2 separate regions of the Mus musculus genome follow, and region 2 is linked to region 1. A link is a contact called in public Hi-C data. All regions are on one chromosome and are shown on one strand. Each heading gives the region's core, a stretch centred on a gene start, on an enhancer-like site or on the middle of the called end of the contact. The rest is flanking DNA. Distances are from core to core; before and after follow the strand shown. Region 1 has its middle 70 kb from the start of Gm19956. Region 2 has its middle 23 kb from the start of Gm41880.

Region 1 (7,937 bases), core at 1,761-4,260:
GAGCATGTTGAGAATACAGTCAGGAAAATATGTCAGGGACAGAGAAATCGAATTTCAAAAGACAGCACAAATAATAAAACTTGGCTTAGGATTTGTGGAAAATCAGAGAGGGCTGCCTGGAAGAGAACAGGTCATGTGGTATGTCCGTAAAATTCAACATGGATCCAAAGTCTGACATGGGCAACTCATAAGTTGTGTGACCAAGGTAAGTCACTTAACTTCTCTGAGCCTCCCTTTCTTCACTGGAAAATCCAGTGTGGGAGGGAAGCTCTTGTAGAATGGGTGGGTGTTGTGATAACTGAATTTATACTGATAGACTCCAAGGTCTGCTGCATAGTAACTGCTCATTAAAAGTTAGCTATTAAACAGCTGCTCTCTGCCAAATGAGGAAAATAGTGGAGCTCATTTTCCCGGTAGGGTAGAAAACATTTAGGGAGATGATATAGCCAAGATCTTGACCCAGATCCGGTACACACTAGATGAGACTGAAAGTGCCCTTGGTCACAACGATGAGAAGGAAGAGAGGAAAGGGGGACCAGAGGAAAGCTATGTCAGCTCCTCCCTCCTGCCCAGCTCTCCCAGGGGTCTGAGTCCATCCTTTGGCACTATGCCCTGGGCTGCTAAGTGTCTGCTCCAGCTTCCCAGCCGCACATCCGCCAGAAGCGGGCGGTGCTGACTTTTCCCGTGCTGTCTCTGTTCTCAATCAAATGTGCCACTTTTCTGCCTCGTTTCACACATTGTGAGAGACATCCGCATTCTGGTCTCTCAGTGTCCCCAGGTCAGCTCCTCCTGACCGGTCATGTGCCCACTGATGCGGCTGAAGTCCATTATCTTCCAGATTAATTGTTGGCCTAAGGATCAACTGCCCCGCCCACGCCTCCGCCCCACCCCCGCCTCGCCCCGCCCCTTGGAGCCAGTCAGGCTCTGCGGGGTCATGGTGACTCTGAGGGAGCTCTTCGGTGAATTCTGAAAAGCATATAACCTCCTGTGAGCACCCTGGGGTGACACAGATGAGACACCCCTGAGGTGAAGCGAGACACATGGGCTTCTGAAGAAGTTTGAGTTCTTTTCCAAATCCATCTAGTAAAATCATTGCTCCCCTGTCTCACTTGTTGGTTTTTTTTTTAAGGGGGCTGTTAATGAAATGCACAGAAAAGTAAAAACATGTCATGCAAATTAGACACCTTTGGGGATTTTTAAAAACTTGTTTGAAGGGCTAATTAAGAAGCTATTAAAATAATTAATAATAATCTGCTTTTCCCAAATTCCTTTCAGTTGGGAAGTGTAAGTGACTCCATTTTATTCTGCTTTTTAAAGCTCAGAGGTGTCAGGTCACTGGTTTCTGTCTTCTGAGTAGCGGGTCCCTCATTTCCCTGGAAATATTTTTCTAAACTTTTGGTGGTGTCATTTTCCAGGGGAATCCCATTAATGTTCTTCCTGGACGGTGTTTTCCTTCTCTCTGGGCCATTCCCGAAGTAGCAACGTGGTCAACTCGGAGCAGAGTAACTCCGAAAGCGCCCTGGGAGAAAACTGTTCTGAGCTACAGGAAATTAAAAAATTCCTGCAATACCGACCCACTGCTCAAAGTCAGTCTGTGGTGTCCCAGCGCCACTCCACTCTGAAGTCAGTCCAGAAAGAGTTCTGAAGAGTCGTTTCCAGGCTTATAAAGGGTCACATCACGTATTGAAGCCATATTGGCTTCTGTGTTTTGTAAACTTCGAACTCATTACTAAACCCTTGTCTCTTCCACCCCCGGGCCTGACTCCCACCTCCATCAATCTGAGCCTGAAAACACATCATGAGAAATGCTGAAAAGCACTGTACACGTGGCGATGTGATAAAGCACGGATCACTTTGAGCCGGAGTTTTCCAGCGATTTCCAAGATGCACAGGAAGATGAGCCACACTGTCCCCTTTCTAGATCTAGGCTGGTCCCCAACATTTCTAGGAAACAACTAGGATTGTTTCCTCCGTGCTCCTGCTCCCTGTCTTTGGCATAAGCCACAGGCCATGTCTGAATCCAAAAACGCCAAATTCTTCCACCTGTGAAGGCCAGGATGGGGAGCTCTCAGGGTGACATTCTCCCTGATAGGGACTTCATGTGGGCTCTCCAAGTTCCCACGCAAAGATGCTGGCATCTTCCTGGGTTCCCAGGTGAGAGCAGAATGAAGGTGTGGCCCCCTGAAACTGTCACATGATGAGTTACATCATAACAAGTAGAGTAACTGCTAAGGGATCCTGTGTCATTCTCCAAGAGCACGGAGCAACAGAGAGTGGGGTGTCTGGGCAACCTCCCTCTACTGTCACTGGTCTACACTGAGCTCCTCCGGTGCCGGTGCCGGTGCCGGTGCCAGTAGCTTTCATACTTGCAACTCCTTCTCTAGGTGGGTGGTGATGAGCTCCAACATAAAGGGAGAGCGGGTGCTCTGGAGGCAAGGTAGCTTAGGCTTACTGCCCAGCTCTGCCATATCCTACCTGAGTAGTCATAGCAATCGCTTGACCTCTCTGATCTGGATTTCTCTTATGTGAAAGCAGAGTTCGTGCCATCCCCTTTCTGGAGGCCCACTGGAAATGGGCAGAACCTTTAACATATGGTTCTGGTAGCTCAGGCTACACCGTGAGAGGCAGGGAGGTGAACTGAGAGGGCTGCTGGGAATAACTGCAGAGTGGTGCCCCAAACTCTGGATCCAGGGACAGAATAGATCTGTTCTTTATCACCCAGCCCAACACCTCTTAATGAAATGTAAATGAGGGCTCTCACTAGCCTGGCTTTCTCTCAGTGGGGAGAGAAAGTGTGAGTAGAACAGCCAAGGTGGCCTTGGTCTAGGTTGAGGAGAAAGCACCTAGTCTTTCTCCTCTGGGTGTGGCCTGCTGAGGGGATAGGGGCATGCGTCTCTTTAAAGAGGAGTGCAGCCCTGTTTAGGAACTCACATCCCTCTGAGCATCCTGCAAGACAATGAAATTCCTCAGGGCTGAAATTCCTGGAGATGCAAGAAGAGACACATTCCGAGCTTTGGAATCTGGAGGGCCGGACTCCTTCCTGTCTCCCTTGAGCAAAGAGGTGAAGCTTGTGGAAGGCAGCTGTCCTGACCAGGAAGTTGTCTCTGGGGCCTGCCAGCACAGGCATATTAAGTCCTAGAAGCCAGCTGGCTCTGACCTTCTAACCCCAGGGCTTGAGCGGCAGAATCACAATTTTCCCTCCATCAGACAGAGCTTCCTGTATGTTTACATGAGGCCAAGCTTCTGAAGTCACTACTGAGCCAGATCACCATGGCTCAGTCATCCCCGGGACCAGAGTGAGCTTCCTCAGAGACATTTCAGAAAGGCCCAAATGAAAGCTTATAAGTTGTACCCAGGTGGGGTAAAGCAAGTGTGTAGCAGTCTCCAGCTCAGAGGAGCACAAGGGAGGGTCTGATGTAGAAACCAGGGAGAAAATCTTGGGGAAAAGCCCCCTGGAGTTGATCAAGTCAGCCAATCAATTAATTATGTAGTTCATAGTCAAAGTCTGCCTTCCATTCAACTCAGTCAATCAGCGAGCAGCGCTGAGGACCCATCGTTCATCAAACAAAATATGAGATGGTCTGTCAACTAAAAGTGGTCCTGGTGTGAATGGTGATACGGGCCCCAAGATAAAAAAACATAAATGTTGACATAGAGACACAGGGCAAGAGAACATGGGTTGTACTGGGTGGAACAGGTGCCTACCCAGGCTTCTCACAGGCAGAACACAACTTGGATAAGAAGAATGGCAGGTGCCTAGGACACAAGCAGAGCCCTAAAGATGTGAAAGAATGTGGCCTCATGGGAAATCGTCACAAGGGATTCGATTTGGGGCCTATGCAGTCAGAGAAAGAGCTCAACACCAGATTCAGGTGACCCAGTGTGACAAAGGTTCTTGCTGATAGAAGGGATTACCTGCTGGCCTCTAAATGACCTGGGTGGCCTGGGGCATGTGTCTACCGACCCCCTACTTTCTTTAGCTTGAAAACCTGGGAGAATCGCCTGTGCTTTCACCTTTTCCTTCTCGTCCCAGCCTTGAGTCCCCTGGAATTGATCCTCCGAGACTTCACAATGCACCAGGCAGACTTCCTGTAGCCCCTCTGGGCTGGCTGCCCATCTGAGCTTATTGTGAGGATGATGAGCAAAGAGTCAGGTCCTTTCTGAGCCTCTCAAAGCTGTGATGCATGTCCTGGGAACTCAGGGGCATAGTCATGGCAGATGCGGCCCAAGATGCTAGCTCAGTCCACAGTACCGACAGAGCTCTGCTCAGACATCAGGGAGAGAGGAGAGAGGGTAGAACACAGGCCTTCATACTTCTCTGCCTGGGCTCACCTTTCTCTCCACTCCGACCTTGATGCCAGTCCCTTCTCCACATCACACCCAGCTGAGGCCCAATCCAACAATCCTCCGAGAGCAATCCGTGAAGTATGCACTTTGCTCTCACACCTCTGATCTGCTGTGGCCAGGAGATGACAAGGAGGGACTCCAGGGAGTTGTTCCCACCTAATACATCTGTGTGTGCTGATGGAGGCCAGGCAACCCACATTTGCAGCTCAGCTCCTGGCCCTCAAGGCCTCTAGGCTCCCTGGGCATCTCTGCTGGGTCTGAATCCTAGGCACAGGGAAATCTCTTCCTTCCAGCAAGGCCAACACAATGAAGAGGCTTTCCACCACAGCTGGAAGACAACTTCTGTAGACAGACTAACACCTGTTTTTCTCACTTCCCAGCCAAGAAGAAAAATAAGTGGGTTTTGTCCAGCCTGAAGATCTAACAGAACTTTCAGCTGCTGAGTTCTAAAATGCTGCCAGGAAACCTAGTAAGGTGACACACACTTTTAATATGGAGGGAGAGGCAGGGAAATTAGAGGTTCAAATCTGATAAATACTGAATTTGAGACCAGCCTGAAATAATGATAAATGATAGATACATAGGTGATAGATAGATAGATGCACAGTTAGATAGATGATTAATAGATGATAGACTGATAGATTAATAGATGGTAGATACACTGATATATAAATGATAGATACATAATACATGAATATATACATAGGTGATGATAGATGTGAATGCATGATAAATGGTGATGATGATGATAGATACAAACATACATGAAAGATAAATGATAATACATGCATACATACCTACATGGATGATAGATAAATGACACATACATACACACATAATAGATGATAGATAAATAGATACATAGATACACAGATCATAGATGGCCCCTGGGTGCCCATGGACTCCTCAATCTGTGTGCAATACACATCCTCCTCAGCCTACTCCTTGTATCCACACCTAATTTGGGACAGGCAAGCCCCTGCCCCAGACTTCAGAGCCAAACTTCTGATCTAATCTTCACCCCTGTCACTTGATGGGATGGCTAATTATGAGTGTCAGCTTGGCAGGATATGCAGCCACCATGGGGACACACCTCTGGGTATGTCTGTGATGTTTCCAGAAACATTTAACAGAACAGGAAGACCCTCCCTAAGTGTAGATGACACCGCTCGGTGGGCTGAGGTCCTCAGGTAGATAAAACGGAGAAATCCAGCTGAATACAGCTTGTGTTCTCTGCTCTCTGAGTACGGTGCAGGACCACAAGGCGGCTGGTTCCAACATCTACCTCAAAGTGCTCACAACGGCCTCCGACTCTGATGCTTCTGGCCTCTCTGGGCTCTTACACTCACACTTTTATGCTCTTGGAAGTGACACACACACACACACACACACACACACACACACGGGGGGGGGTGCTTTTAAATGAAATAAATCTTTTTTTTTAAGTGCCCTCACTAACTGCCTTGCATCGAGGGCACTACATCTAACTTCTCTGGATTAAACTCAGCTCCTTCCTTTTAAAACTGTGTGACACTGAAAGAATTACTGAACCTCTCTGAGCCTGTTTCTTTATCTGCAAAATGTCTTCGGTCCATATAATAAATTTAATGAAGCATTGAGTACAGAGTCCTTGCCCTTAGGTAGATGCCACTAGGACGGTCATGACGCTCATTACAATGTGAGCACTTTTGCCGTCAGTGCCCCAGGCAGAGCACTGACATGTCCAACTTCCCTAAGAGCAGATCTTCTAGCCCTTGAAAGTCAAGCTCAATGGACTATTCAAGCCACGGGACCTTTGCACGTGCTATTTCTCTGCATGGATTCTCCCTCACCACTATTTTTGCAGCAGGCTCTGTTCGTCGTTCAGGCCTATTCAGGGAAGTCGCCTTTCAGAGGACCAGCTTTCCCTGCTACACTCATCCCAGGCCCTGGTGGTTTCTTCCGCGGCGTTTGTAAAGTGTATATAAGGAGAGACTGCACATGCTCCTGGTCTTCCCACCTGGCACTTGAGCACGAAGCTCAGGAAATAAATGTTGAGAGACTGTTCAGCAGGGAAACTACTTGGGCTCAGCCAACAGAGCCCAGCAAAGGTGTGGACTGCAGGCAAAGGCGCCGGCCTACAGATGGAAGGGGGGCCTCCTTCCCAGCAAGCCGCACAACAGCCACACCTGGCCTCGCAGGCAGGACTCTCTGCACTGCTCACTAGAGACAAATTGGAGGAGGTTCAGAGGAGCTAGACAAGCAGAATCAGGAGGAGGGAGAGGGTGATTTATAAAGAAAGATAAAAGGGCCAGCTCGGCCAGGCCAGGCTGCAGGCTGCAGGCTGACTCCTCTAACAGCCTCCAAATGTGGGCAAGCTGTGGACTGGGGGCAGGGATGGCTCTTCTGCAGAGTACAGAGACAGTCAGTCATGGGGCAGATAACAAAAGCTCAGACCAACCCAGCCCCAAGGAGGAGTAAGCCCTCTTCTCACTATGGCTGCCAGAGAGCCATTCATCCATCCTTCCAGTGAATGACTGTGGGAGCTTAGAGAGCTTAGACAGCAGAGAACAGGGGTGCTCGGAGGAGACAGAAGACAAGGTCTACAGCTCACTGAGAATACTCTCAAGGCCAGTCAGGCACTCAGGGAGGCTGAGACAACATGATCACAAGTTCAAGACCTCCCTGGACACTTTAGTAAGGCCCTGTCCACTAGAAAGTAAAGTGTGGATGCTCACAGTCAGCTATTGGATGGATCACAGGGCTCCCAATGGAGGAGCTAGAGACAGTACCCAAGGAGCTAAAGGGATCTGCAGCCCTATAGGTGGAACAACATTATGAACTAACCAGTACCCAGTAGCTCTTGACTCTAGCTGCATATGTATCAAAAGATGGCCATCACTGGAAAGAGAGGCCCATTGGACACGCAAACTTTATATGCCCCAGTACAGGGGAACGCCAGGGCCAAAAAAAAATGGGAATGGGTGGGTAGGGAAGTGGGGGGGGGGTATGGGGGACTTTGGGGATAGCATTGGAAATGTAATTGAGGAAAATATGTAGTTAAAAGAAAAAAGAAAAAAAAAGAAAAGAAAGTAAAGCGTGTGTTTTTGGAGGGGTGCCTCCCTGGCAGAGTCGAATACAAAATGGTCTCAAGTCTGGGGAGAAAGATGTGCTAAGGTCTTTTAGACAAGGATCCGAAACCTTTGACTGAATGTGACTTTGTAAGTAAAGTTTTATCGGGTCACAGGCTTCTCTGTCTATCCTTTACAGCTGATTCTCAAAGCGGAATCATTTCAATGGTGTATTGCTAAGTTGCAAACCCTAGAGAGTCACACCTGGCCCTTCATAGATGGTTTGGGTCTGTCTTAGAGAGCTGACATCAGCTCAGGTGGTGCACACATCATTTTGGAAAGGGAGTGTAGTGCACGGGGCCCCAGCGTCATAATGGGTTACTTTGACTACAATGGCATTTAAGTAAATACATGCAGAGATACAGCTAGGTACCAGCATCTAAAACCTTTAGCTCTCCCCTAAGAAGGCTCTGTGGGGAGGACACCATGTGGAGGAGCCCGCACCTGGCAGCTTCTGCAGAACAGACTCCAGCTCCCTGT
Region 2 (7,937 bases), core at 3,048-5,547, 490 kb before region 1:
AGAGAAAGCTAAGACCCTATGCTGGCTCAAAGATAGGCTAAATTGACTCCCTTGAGGGGCAGTGTCTCGGTTACCAGGAAGCTTTCTTCCTGGAAAAATTACTTCCAAAATGCATATATATGTGTATGTACGTGTATGTAGGTGTGTATATATACACACACACATGTTCACATGGAGGTGTAAGAGGGCAACATTGATTATTGCTCTTTAGGAGTCATTGTTCTGTGAGACAAGGTCTTCCTCACTGGGACCCAGAGGCAACTGACCCATTTAGTGTGGCTGGTTAGTGAGCCCCAGGCATCCACCTGCCTCTGCCTCCCCAGCTCAGAGATTACAAGCACATACCTGGAAATAATGGATCCTTAGGGATCAAACTCAGCTCATATGATTGTGTATCTTTGTGGTAGAACCATCTTTCCTATCTCTAAAATCATCTCTTAAAAAAAGTTTTAGTATCCTTACATTTTATGTGTATGAGTGTGTGTGTGTGTGTATGTGTGTGTGTGTGTGTGTGTGTGTGTGTAGCTGGAGTTATAGGCAGTTGTGACTGCCTGATGTGGGTGTCATGAGCCACACTCCAGTCTTCTGGATGGGCAGCAAGCACTCTCAATGGCTGAGCCATGTCTCTAGCCCTCTCTGAATGAGGTAGCCTATGCCTCTTGCATGACGTTTATTCCAAATAGTGTATCATGAACTTTCCTAGATTTATTTCTGAGCTAATTTTTTCCTGGTATTTCTGGGAAATTGTAGAACAAAATGAAAAGAAGGAAAAGGAGAAGGAGAAGGAGAAGAAGGATAAGAAGGAAAAGAAGAAGAGGGGAGGGAAGGAAGGAAGGAGGGAGGGAGGAAAGGAAGGAAGGAAGGAAGGAAGGAAGGAAGGAAGGAAGGAAGGAAGGAAGGAAGGAAGGAAGGAAGGAAGGAAGGAAAGAGATTGTGAGGAAAGGGTTAAGTATCAAGAAATAAGACTGATTAGTCAGAACTATGAGATCCAAAAACCAAGGTTGGTACTTTTAGAGACTTTTCCAGAGCTATGGGCTTTGATGGGTTTGTTCTCATTTTGGCAGGTCTACATACCAAATTTAATGGCCTGAATGGTGCTTGCAGCATGGAACCAGTTGAACTTAGCACTTGGCACCAGTTACCTCCATCACCAATTATGTCTGTACCAGGATGATATTCCTTTCTGTCTGTACAGATGAGAACCATCAGCCTCTCCATCACTTTTCTGCAATTTTCTACAAAGTTGAAAGTTCTTCAAAAACAGTGAGAGTGGAGACTCCAAAACACCAGATAATCCCTATCATATTAATCTTGTCAACTTGGTTGAGCCTGGAATCAAATAAGAGACACCGTTGGGAGGGTTTGGGTGGCCATTTCCTGGAAGCATGAACTAAGCGGGGTGGGGAAGCTCTCACCAGTTGACATTCTCACACATGTTCAGACATGGAAAGGCCTGAGTGACAAGGGCTGCTCACTTTGTCCGCTCAACTTTGTGTCTAGCTACTGAGTGCATGTATTGTTATTGCAGCTCCTGTCATCAGGCTACAGCTAAGACTGACCTTCCAACATTACCTAAATACCAGGTATTTCTGTGAATCCTGCAGGCCTCCAGCACCAGCTCAGGACAACTGAAGCACCCAGGTTCAGGGAGTGAGCGAGCAGGTGCTGGCTTTTCGGCCTCTTTGGCATGCACAAGGCTGTTTGTTATTGGGCAACTTACCCCACAGCATGTAAACCATTCTAAGGAATACCCATTTATAGCATATAGTCTTCTATTGTTTCGGCTACTGATTGTCTCTGCTCAGGAGGATCTGTTTGAACCTGGTTTTTCAATCTTACTTTGGTAACTTTTGACAGTAGCAAACCACCAGGGATTCAGGTGCCCAGCCGAAGGAATGGTAACAATCCAGTTCGTTTTCAACTCTTCTTCAGTTTTCTTTGTCAGAAAGAAATTCAAGGAAGTTCAACATTTTAGCTAAGACTGTATCTCTTTGAGAAGGTAGAATTGATTTCAAAACAATTTCTAACCCCAAAGCACATTTCTCTTCATCCCCCCTCTATGAAAACAGAGTTGATGATATTTAGTTTCTTACACGTGATGTGACACTTTAAGATGTTTGGTGTCATTATGAAAAGGAAAACAAATAAGATTCCAAAGGTTTTGAAAAGTGATAAATGCCTTCACTCAAATCCCTCACACTGAAGACTTCATCACACAAGCAATAGCAAAGCTTCCCTTAGGTGTGGGCATTGTAGCTCCACATAAACCAGCCATCTTTCTATGCTATTTTCTAGTTCTCAGTCTTTAGCAGAACAGAGTTTTAGAGGGGTCAGAGAGGGCTAACATGGAATCATATTTTTATATTTTTGCCCTGATGTATAAATAATTTTTCTCTGGAGATGTGAAGTCAGATGCCCCATTCCAGGGGCTGGTTTGGGAAGATTCTGATGGTGACAATCCAGTAGCAATGAGTTATAGGCACCCAGATCTTGGTTTCTAAATACCAAGTCCCCTGGGAGACAAACAAAGGCTCTAGTGATGCCTCCTGTGAGGGACAGATCAGAGAGCCCTGGAAGGGCTCAGAGATCAAGCAAACATGTCAACAAGATTCTGGAACTGGTTAAAGACATTCCCGTGGCCAAATCTGAGACAACTTAAGCAACCGAAAGAATAATGGCAGCTGTGAGTCACAGCTCAGTGAATCCATGAGTCCGTGGTGTTACAAACAACAGAAGGGCACTTGAAAAACCTGGAGTTGTCAGTGGCAAAAAGAGAAGGGAAAGATTATTCTTGTTAAAAATGGCAACCAGTGAGTGCTGAAGGAAGGGTGGACTGGGGAGGGTGTCCACAGCATTCCTGTGTGGTTGAACAGTCCCTTTAACCACCAAAGTAAAGACAGAATAGGCGTGAGTCTGTGTGTCTACATTTGGAGTGCTAGGATGATAGCTCAGTGCAAGAACACTTGCACTGAGTTTGATTCTAGTGTCACAAGCACTAATTAAGCAAACCATGTATCTACTAGGATTTTATGCAAGCATTTCTAGGTTTTCCTGATAATAGAGACTTGAAGCTCATTCTGTACCTTAGCTGCACATATCTTTTGTGCCCACCAGGCTCCATGTCCAGTAGTGTGCAGGCATAAGTAGTTTAACTGTATTTAATTTTTTTCTTATTCATTGAGAGTTTCATGCTTGCGTTTAACACATCTTGATTATGTCTTCATCTCTGACTCCTCAAGCCCTCCATCCTCCTCTCAAATTCATGTCCCCGTCTTTTAGTTTCTGTTTTTTTTTGTTTGTTTGTTTTTCGAGATAGGGTCTCTCTGTATAGCCCTGGCTGTCCTGGAACTCACTTTGTAGACCAGGCTGGCCTCTAACTCAGAAATCTGCCTGCCTCTGCCTCCTGAGTGCTGTGATTAAAGGCATGTGCCACCACACCCGGCTGGCTTCTAGTCTCTTAAATATGTCACCTGCTGGGTCCAGTTAATGTTGCACACATGCACATATGCACATGGGTCTGGAGTTGATCCGGTGTCCATTCTCCAACAACTCTTGACTGTACTCTTTCACAACAAGCCTCTGGGGTGCCTCTGGATCTTAGAGTTTTTCTAAACCCCTCTTCTACCATGGTCCCTGAGCATGAGGGAAGTGGCTTTGTTGTTGATGTCTCATTTGGAGATGGACACTCCATAGACCCCCATTCTTTGCCCTTTGACCTGTTGTGGATCTCTGCAATGACCTTAGTGTTTTCAGAAAGAAGTTTCTCCAGCTAGGGCTGAGAGCTGTAGGAATGCGCTCAGTGTGAGGGTGTCAGGATAACTACTTAGAAGGCAGAAGGATGGTGTATCAATTTATCAAAATGGTAGTTTAATTATGCATCTACTGTTGCAATTTTGAAATATATTTCATGCTGAAATAAATTATTCATATCTGCCTGTGCATACTTTGTTTCTTTCCTCTGGATAAATATTGAGAAACAGGATGCCTAACTCAAAAGACAGTTTTAGTATCCATTTTCCAGTTTTCGTGCAGATTTCCCAGAAATGACTGATACCTCCCTCTGCAGCAAGTGCTTATGACTTGTGATTTATTTATAGTAGCCATCGGGCTAATTGCTATCCATTGGGCACTTGCACCTTGCCCCACTGCACATAGAGGAGTCTTCCCATGGTCCCCATCAGCAACTTTTCAATGCTGCCAATATTTTTCCATACAAACAAAGCACCCCGAGGCTCCAGGGGCCCAGTCATTCAGAATTACAATAGGGAACAAAGTGTGCTGGAATGTGAAGTCATTTCCTCCACTCTCTGGAGCCCATTCTCTTTTTACTTGGCTGAGCAACCTCTCACATGGTGGTGGAAGCAGGGCCTCATTTCCTGTGACTTGGTGTCTCTCCATGTTTAATTTTCACAAATGACAACTCACCCTTTACTCAAGGGAAGGGAGTGACCTGCTCTCTCATCCTGCTTGGATCTTATTTCCTGTAAACTTGGCTGGGTCCATCTCTGCCTCCCTACTCCAACAGTGCATATGCAAATACACATGTGTACTTTCACTCCATGGGAGCACATGTATGTGCAACCACACATCTTATACTTCCGAGTCTAATCCAAAACCACATGTTTTTGTCTCTTCCATACCATTATCTTAGGAAAGGCCCTAGTTCTTCAAAGCAAACTTACGTTTAGTTATCTGCTTAGTCTAGTAATATAATATCTTGATACCAATATTTCAACATGACTATCAACAACCTTGCATCATGTTAAATTCCCTGCTGCTATTTTATGTTCTTAGCCTTTCTACAACTGCGGGTATATGTTCAAAACTTATATTCTTTATTTCTGCCTGATATGTTATCAATTTTGTACACAGTTTTGTCACTTTGTTTCCATATATATTTAAATTTAGTATTGTTTCCATTTTTCCTTAACTTTACGTTTAAACACATAAGGCATAAACATTATTCAAAATTGAAAACAATGATGAATAGAAGTCTTATTTCTTTTTCCCTTTTAGTTTTTATCACTTGACTCTCATAAATAGGCACTTTTATTGTGTTGCCTTTTCATTTGGGAGGTTGGAGGAAATTTTATTTCTCCTTCTGTCTTGCCTGTGATACTTTACACACACGCTTCATTAAGTATAGTTTTGCTTTCTCAGTTTGCACTCTTTTCCCCTACAGCATACACCCCAACTCTATCATCCATCAGTTTGTGTAAAAAGCCTCATCCTTTAATCTTTCCTCCTCTCCCAGTTATGTGTTTGTTCTTACACATTACATTTAAAGCTCTCTTATTTGAAGTTTATTTTGTGCATTGTGTGAGGACAAAGAAGATTGCAAATTAGCTTTAAGACTATTAGTTGCGGGCTGGTAAGATGGCTCAGTGGGTAAGAGCACCTGACTGCTTTTCCGAAGGTCCAAAGTTCAAATCCCAGCAACCACATGGTGGCTCACAACCACCCGTAATGAGATCTGACTCCCTCTTCTGGAATGTCTGAAGACAGCTACAGTGTACTTACATGTAATAAATAAGTAAATCTTTAAAAAAAAAAAGACTATTAGTTGCTTGGCTTGTGGTTTCTTTTTGGAAATTTCTAGAACATGTGACTTCTAAAATACAAGTACTATTAGCCACACTGATGGCAACATTGTCTGAGAACCTTAGTCTGGGTGTCTTGCTACTAAACTGGCCCATACAGCAGAGCAATGTTTGGAATCCTCAGTCTGCATTAGTCTTGGAAGGAAGGTGTGGGTCTGGGCTACTCGAATCACAAGTGCACGGGGATTTCTTCAAGAGTTGCTGTTAGGGCTGAACTGAGGTTCAGTTGGCAGAATGTTTGCTTAAGATGCATAAGCTATGCTTATTGATTCTAAGCATATGGATTCCATAGCATAAAGGTGGCATAGTAGCAAGCACCTGTAACTCCAGGCCTTGGGAGTTGGTAGCAAGAGGATCAGGGGCTCAAGGCTATCCTTGGCTATACAAGTTTGAAGTCAGTTGAGGCTCATGAGAATCTGCCTAAAAACAAAAATAAATAGAGAGAGAAAGAAAAAAGCAAGAAAGCAAGAAAGAAGGAAGGAAGGAAGGAAAGGAAGAAGGAAAGACAAGTAATTTCTTTTGGAAAGAATGGGTGGGAGATCCAGCTAGCAGGGATGAATGGTAGAAATACTCTCTAGCAAGCAAATGAAACAGGTAACAGAGGAGTCAGCGATGAGGAAAGAGTGAATGACCAGGGTTGCCTTCTGAGGACAGCTGTTCTCTCCATCAAAGGCCAGAGCGAAAGAGCTTCGTGGCTACAAAAAGAAGCTCCCATAAAGGACCAGAATGCTAAAGATTAGAGTTGGGCTGGAAGCATCAGTAGAGGTATGCCAGGGCAGGAAGTGGGAGTGGGTTGGTTGGGGAGCAGGGGGAGGGTATAGGGGACTTTCAGAGAGGAAACTAGGAAAGAGGATAGTATTTGAAATGTAAATGAAGAAAATATCTAATAAAACATATTTTAAAGATTAAAAAAAAGCCACCTTAGAGAAGGTAGAGCTGGTGGTCATAGTTTGTTGCTGCCTGCCAGGAGAACTCATATTCACACACATTCTATAGTCTGCACCAAGTGCTTTGGATTTAGCTCAGCATGGAATGTGAGCTGTGTTCTTCAAATTCAGAGGTGGAAGAAGAAACTCAGCCATCTCAGAGAGTTTTATGGATAAGCCCCAAGAGCATTAAAGAATGTATTGCATAGAAACAAACACAACTTATAAGGATTTAGAGAGATTTCTGACATAGACCATAAAATCTGGCTCAGGGAAACATCCATGAGTTAAGAGCATTGCTTGATGTAAGAAATGACTAATTCCACCGAGTTACCACTGTACTTGAGAGCAGAGGAAGTTAGTGCTTGGCTTTATAATGTCACTATTACCATTTACACAATTCCCCTTCCCCGGTTGTGGCAGATTCTTCTAACCTCAGGTTGCAGAGACAGCTCAGAGAATTTGCTCTGGCTGCATATTCAGAAGTCAAACTCCCAAACTGACCACCTGAAAGAAAAGCAATGCAATGTCTTACCCCTTAGACTCCTTTGTTCTGGCCATCAAAGCCAAAACGTTGTGGAAATAGGCAAAGTCCCATTCTGACTATACAGAATGATCCCTGGGATTCACTGGCCAACTAGTCTAGTTAATGGGTGAACTTCTGGATCAGAGAGAGTCACTGCCTCAAAAAATAAGGTGGAGGGAAAATAAAGAAGACATGTGAATCAACCTTTGGCACATGCTCATATACACCCACATGTGTACACACACTTGAACACGCTCATTCATAAACCACACACACATATCCATTTTAGCATAATAAATGAATAAATGTCTTTCAAGTAGCTAATAATTAAAGTAGTGTTAAATTTATTAAACCTTGACAATGTAATTGTAGGAATACATAAAATGAGTTCTGAAACAAGAGCCTATAAACTTCTTTAGCAGGAAAAACATTTAAAAATCTATACAGAACCAAAATACATACATAGACACATACATACATACAATGACACATATATACATAGACACATACATACATACATACATACAATGACACATATATACATAGACACATACATACATACAATGACACATATATACATAGACACATACATACATACAATGACACATATATACACACAATGACACATATATACATAGACACATACATACATACATACAATGACACATATATACATAGACACATATATACATACAATGAGTGCATCTATTTAATGTGTGTGTACATTCACACATGTATTACTTTTAAATAGTTATCTCTTATATTGCTAAGTAGGAAAATTATTTTAAAGTTATGGAGATGAGTTTGTACTCTTGTACTGATAGCCATGAAAGATGTGGAGACAGATCAATGCAGTGTCTCTTCCCCACAGATATTCATTACAAA

What was found. A called contact is a pair of places that touch in the nucleus more often than the background predicts.
Region 2: a contact with region 1 is called in a Hi-C map of embryonic stem cells, with 2.8 times the contacts expected there. The contact joins two enhancer-like sites. A contact is called at or near these places in 1 of 484 Hi-C or Micro-C datasets (embryonic stem cells) and 1 of 115 datasets of contacts at active chromatin or transcription factors (embryonic midbrain).

Annotation. Positions count from the first base shown.
Region 1 is chr19:59,581,119-59,589,055 of GRCm38.p6, reverse strand. No RefSeq gene overlaps it. Among named protein-coding and RNA genes, the nearest start is that of Gm19956, 70 kb to the left of the region's middle. Within about 2 kb of position 3,010, at least 22 of the 459 cell types and tissues checked have an H3K27ac peak or open chromatin away from gene starts, as enhancers often do. A contact at or near this core is called in embryonic stem cells, where this site is marked.
Region 2 is chr19:60,069,906-60,077,842 of GRCm38.p6, reverse strand. It overlaps the pseudogene Csf1r-ps. Among named protein-coding and RNA genes, the nearest start is that of Gm41880, 23 kb to the right of the region's middle. Within about 2 kb of position 4,297, at least 14 of the 459 cell types and tissues checked have an H3K27ac peak or open chromatin away from gene starts, as enhancers often do. A contact at or near this core is called in embryonic stem cells, where this site is marked.